2 separate regions of the Pan troglodytes genome follow, and region 2 is linked to region 1. A link is a contact called in public HiChIP or PLAC-seq data. All regions are on one chromosome and are shown on one strand. The core of a region is the stretch at or near the end of the contact, and the rest is flanking DNA. Distances in the headings are between cores, read along the strand shown. Region 1 has its middle 63 kb from the start of BDNF. Region 2 has its middle 450 kb from the start of KIF18A.

What was found. HiChIP or PLAC-seq counts read pairs in DNA pulled down with a chosen protein or histone mark.
Region 2: a contact with region 1 is called in an H3K4me3 HiChIP or PLAC-seq map of stem cell-derived excitatory neurons, with 10 times the contacts expected there. The contact joins two enhancer-like sites. A contact is called at or near these places in 1 of 1 datasets of contacts at active chromatin or transcription factors (stem cell-derived excitatory neurons) and 1 of 1 other capture datasets (stem cell-derived neural stem cells).

Annotation. Positions count from the first base shown.
Region 1 is chr9:31,722,618-31,725,257 of NHGRI_mPanTro3-v2.0_pri, reverse strand. No RefSeq gene overlaps it. Among named protein-coding and RNA genes, the nearest start is that of BDNF, 63 kb to the right of the region's middle. Within about 2 kb of position 1,352, at least 11 of the 24 cell types and tissues checked have an H3K27ac peak or open chromatin away from gene starts, as enhancers often do. A contact at or near this core is called in stem cell-derived excitatory neurons and stem cell-derived neural stem cells, where this site is marked.
Region 2 is chr9:32,566,375-32,569,014 of NHGRI_mPanTro3-v2.0_pri, reverse strand. No RefSeq gene overlaps it. Among named protein-coding and RNA genes, the nearest start is that of KIF18A, 450 kb to the right of the region's middle. Within about 2 kb of position 1,319, at least 11 of the 24 cell types and tissues checked have an H3K27ac peak or open chromatin away from gene starts, as enhancers often do. A contact at or near this core is called in stem cell-derived excitatory neurons and stem cell-derived neural stem cells, where this site is marked.

The DNA.
Region 1 (2,640 bases), core at 103-2,602:
GGCGGGGACCCCCTGCATCCCCAATTCTTGAGCTATTTTGATACTGTCTTCCGGAGAGGACGCGTGGTGGAGGGGAGGAGGTAGAGGGAGAGCATGAGAGGGGGTTGTTTCTTGGTATTTGCCCAGTTTGAATTGCCCTAGGTGAGAACCCTGGGGCAAAGGGAGAAAGAAAAAAAAGAAAGTCTTCCTGCGGATATAATGAGTTTAGTTAACTTGGACCTGCAAATGTCTGATTCAAATGTAAGATTTATCTCTCTTTTTCTCCTCTTCACCTCCCTCTTTTCCGTTCTCTTTGCTGGTGTGTGTGTGTGTGTACAGTAGATTCATTACTAATTATGAAGCTTTTGCACAACATTCGATTTCCTAAAATTTGACTTTGTAGCATTTAGAATCAGGCGGTGGAGGTGGTGTGCGGTGGGGAAAGAGGAGGTGGAGGTTGGGAAGAGGGAAGGAGGTAAAGCTAAACCTCCAACACAAAAAATGAATCAAGGTAATTTCAGCTCTTCTAGTGAGAAGGATTCATTCTCTCTGTATCCCTCCCTCCCTCTCTTTCCCCCTCCCTCCCTCCTTCCCGCCCCCCTTCTTCCACCCCGCCCCCTCCTCCAGCCTCCATCCCTCCCTCATTCTATCTCTTCCTCTCCGTCGCCCTCGCTCCTCGCTGGATGTTTCTTTCTGGGTTTTCTTTTTTTTTTTTTTTCCCTTCTGTCCTCCCTCCCCGCGAGTTTCGGGCGCTGGCTTAGAGGGTTCCCGCTTTCTCAAGGGAAGGGGAGCTGCCGAGACCGCGCTCCGCTCCCCAGCCGGGCCGGATGCCTCACTGAGCCCAGGTCCGAGTCAGTCGGGGTAACTCAGGGAAAGGGGAGCCTCCGCCTGGGGGTAGAAGGTCCTTTCCGGACCGAAGAGCCAGAGAGCGGGCCGGGCGAGGGGGCCTGGGCGGCTGGAGGCGGTGGAGAAGAACACTCTTAGCTCCGTGCGGCGGCTGGACAGAGCCACCAATCAGCTGGACGCGCAGACCGCCCTGCCAGGGCGAGGTTGCGTCCGGAGGCACCGGTGGAGGGCGGCCGGCTAGTCGCTGAGCCGCCGCCGCCACCCGGGTGGGCAGGGGACTGGCGGTGGGTGGAGGTGGGGGGCTTGGCGGGTGAGATAGAAGCGGCGCGGAGCCGCCCAGACCTGTGTTCTACCTCTCCCGCCCCCGCCTGCACCCCCGGGGGACAGCGAACTGCCGGAACGCGCGGCTGCGTTATCCTCTTGCCACTCTTCGGGGAGCTCAGGGACTTAGGCGCCCCTGGGCGGGGGCCACCAGGCTCTCCACACTCCTATAACCCTCACCCCCACCCCCTTCTCAGGCCTTTTGTTCCGGCCACAGAGCCAAGCCCGGTGGCAGTTTTCGCCCCAGGGTTTGGTCGTTCTGGACTCCTCCCCGGATCAGCTCTTCTTAATTAAAAGGCAAGAGCTTGGGGTAGGGGTGAGGGGAACGTAGGAAAAATCTGTTTCCGAAACTCAAGACCACTGTTTTAACGAACGAAAGAAAGAATCCCAACTCTGCGCAGGTGGATTCATAGGCGAAGCGAGGATATTGTGGAAATTCAGAAGGAAAAGATAAAAAACAGGCGCTAGGATCAGATGACGGTGATAGGCTGCTCGGCACACAAAGGGAGCGTAGGGCAGGGTTTACGGAGCAAGCCTGCAGCGAATGGGGCACAGATTGTTCCGAGATCCAGTCGTTTTCTCAGTCAGATCTACGCGAAGGGAGGGGAGGGGAGGGGCGGGCGGGGGAGCGTGGCGGGAGGGGCTGAGCTTGGGGGCGGGGGGATTTCTGATCAGTCTGATGCAATTCCAAGCGTGCTGCAAAGGAACTCCAAGGCGCCCGCATCACCATCGCCACCCACCCTTCCCAGATGGTGCTGTTTTAAATACGGATCTGCAGGGCTGAACGCAGAACTGGGAGATTTATTGCAAAATCCCGGGAGGGGCGGGGTGGGGGGGTGTGCGGAACGGGGAATGGAGGAGCAGAATTTAAAGGTGCAACGCTTGCTTTTTCCAATCAGGCGGCAACCGGCCGGAATTATTATTTTTTTCTTTCTGTCTGCTTGTCTCTGGATTCTAATTCACCAAGAAAGAGGTGTAAATATTGTGACATTTTGAGGCAGCTTGATGGATGGGAAAGAAATCATCTGTCACTCTAAATTGCAGAGTTCCCTCTCCCCGTGCCATCCCTTGCTAGCGAATACTCGCTGCTGCCTAATACAGTTGCTAGGGCTTCAAATGAATGCATCGTTAAGGGAATATTATCCTTTTAGTTGACTTGCCAATTTAGTTGACAGTTGAATCGAGAAAATTGTAGATTTCGTGTCTCTGGGAGGAAAAATGCTTAACAGTCTAAGTCTTATAACCTTGAGGTCTTTAACAACTTAAATAAACCTCAAAAGTGTCACGTCATCCTCTACACACACACACACACACACACACACTCAACTTGTAAGATGACATGGTTTCACCTAAACTGTTGTGGAAATGAGTAGCACTTTAAAAATGGTGCACCTGATATTCACTGTTTATGTGTATTTACAAAGAGCTCTTCAGCATGAAGGCAAGACATTTCAATTGTCCTGTTTGGAATCAGTCAGAAGACTAGAAGGTGAT
Region 2 (2,640 bases), core at 70-2,569, 840 kb before region 1:
ATGTGTCTTTTTGGTAGAATGATTTTTGGAATATATACTCAATAATGGGATTTCTGGGTCAAAATGGTAGTTCTGTTTTAAGTCTTTGAGAAAGACTCCAAACTGCTTTCCACAGTGGCTGAACTAATTTACATTCCCACAAACAGTGGCCTTTCCATTTCTTAGCAGCCTTAGCATCTGTTGTTTCTCAACTTTTTAGTAATAGCCATTCTGACTGGTGTGAGATAGTATCTCATTGTAGTTTTGATTTGCATTTCCCTGATGATTAGTGATGTTGAGCATTTTTTTCACATATTTGTTAGCTGCTTGTATGTCTTCTTTTGAGAAGGGCCTGTTCACGTCTTTTGCCTACTCTTTAATGATTCTCTTTCTTTCTCTCTAGCTTTTTTTTTTTTTTGCTTAATTAAGTTCCTTATAAAATCTTCATTTTAAAAAGATCCCCAGGTCATCCTAATGTACATTAAAATTTTAGAACCACTATGCTAATATAGACTTATCACCCCCACACTACAATTGTTTGTTTCCTTGTTTGCTTCTCCTTGCTCTGTGAGTTCCTTCAAGGAGGAACTGTGTCCTATGTGCCCCAGTAGCCCAGCGCCTAGCCCAGTGCTCAGTACATAGAAATCAAATAGCTGTCACTTACGTCCTTATTATTTGCCAAGTGCCATATATACATTGTTATCATTTAACCTTTGCAACAATCCTTTGAGAAGGTCGCTGTTATATCCATTCTGCAGATAACGGGGCTCAGAGACTTTAAGTAACTCACCTAAAGTCACACAAATAGCAACAGAACTGTCATTCAAATCCAGCTATATCAAATGCCACAAGATGTGCTCTTGACCGCTATTTTATATTATACTACTTTCATAGTAGACGTTTAATAGATGTTTATGGAATTAAGCAGACTTTGCGCAGCAATGATTGAGCCTTTCCTTTGCTTCTTTCTGTCATGAAGTAAAAGGACAAGGGCTACAGTTTTAATCTGCCATGCAATTTCCAACGTGCAGAGGCATAATGTCTGCGTTCACGGAAATGGCCTGTAACTATACTAGGAATTCCGCATCCCCCACCCCTCTTCTCTTGGAAGATCTGCAAGTGTTAGTAAGCCCTGCAGACAAGCAATCCTGTCAGGCAGAAGGCAGCCCAGAGCCCTTAAATAAAACATTCTCGCAGCCTTCCGCGGAGAGCATGGAGACAAATACCGCGGATGTGAAAGGTGTCGCTGGGATTACCAATGACGTGCTAATGGCTGCTCAGGCAATCTCTGAGCCTCCTGCGCTCTGAGTCACCCGCTCCCTTTGGAGCCTGCGCTCACGTCATTAAGGGACCGAGAGCTATTCACAGATCACTGACTAATGGCAAGCTTGAGCCCGGCCTGCACTCCCCCCACCAGCCTTCTCCAAAGGACTAAGGTCAGGGACAGGAGGCCCTGGAGCTTTTTATCACGGCCACAATGAAGAGTGAAGGAAAAGACAAAGTCTTCTGCCTTCCTTCTATCTATTCTGCTAGCTGTACTTTTGCAAATGAGGAACTTTCCTCGTGTTCCAGAATGTGTTGGAAACTCTTTGCGGGGAACAAGCAGAATCTTGAGTAGGGCGGTTTACTTTTGACAGTTTATTATTCTAAAAAATCTTTCTGATGTTATTTTAATTCCACAGGCATTTCATTACTAATCAACCCTGGGGCTTTCAGTTTCTAGAGTACATAAACATATTTCCTTTTTTTGGATTATTTGTGTGACTGCTTGCTTGAATTTATTGTAATTTTATTTGTTTGTTTGCAACTGCCATAATGGGAGCTTCTAAAAGACTAGGAAGTAATAAATGTAATATTTTCTTTCAGATACTACATTTTTTCCCTAGCCTGCCTAAATCCTTTGAAATATAACATCACTTGGTTTTCCTGCCAGGCACTTCTCCCTGAAATAAAGTCACAGGTCTGCTTTGGTCACTCTGTCAATATCTGTGACAGATATTTCCAAGTTAACTTTTAGGGAGTCACAACTTGGCAAGTCTAAAAAGCACTATATTTAGCTGCAATTTTGGAATGATGTGGGAAAGAAAATTGAATCTGAAAAAGCAAAGCAAGATGAGGTTGAGCATTTTGTGGAACAGGTAACAACCACAGAATTATTTTTTCCTGAATAAACAATGATCTGTTTGGTGGCCACTTCTACACTTTTCCAAAAACAATCTATTTACTTACACAAGTTCGAATTCTTCAAGATTAACCCCAGGCTTTATCCTGGAAGATAATTTTATTTATTGGTAGAAGATAAAGCTATTCATATATAAGGCAAACTGGTTGGAGATACATTTGAGCTCACTTTGCTTTCTATGCTAATGTCAGAACATGAAGTTTAAGCATTTGGTTACTGAAGAAAATATCGCACACTGGAATCATTAAGATCAGTCATCAAAATGATAAAGACAAAATTTTTTTCCAGAATTCTGGAGCTCTGATACACAGTTTGAGAGTACATTTCTCAGCATGAATTGCATTGTTCAGTCAAAGAATGACCATGGAGCAAAAAATGCAAAATGTTTCCTATTTCTGTTAAAAGTCAGGTTTAATATAGACACATTTCCCTTAGATGTGGTCCACAGAATATCTTCTTTGGGAGATATCATTTGGAGA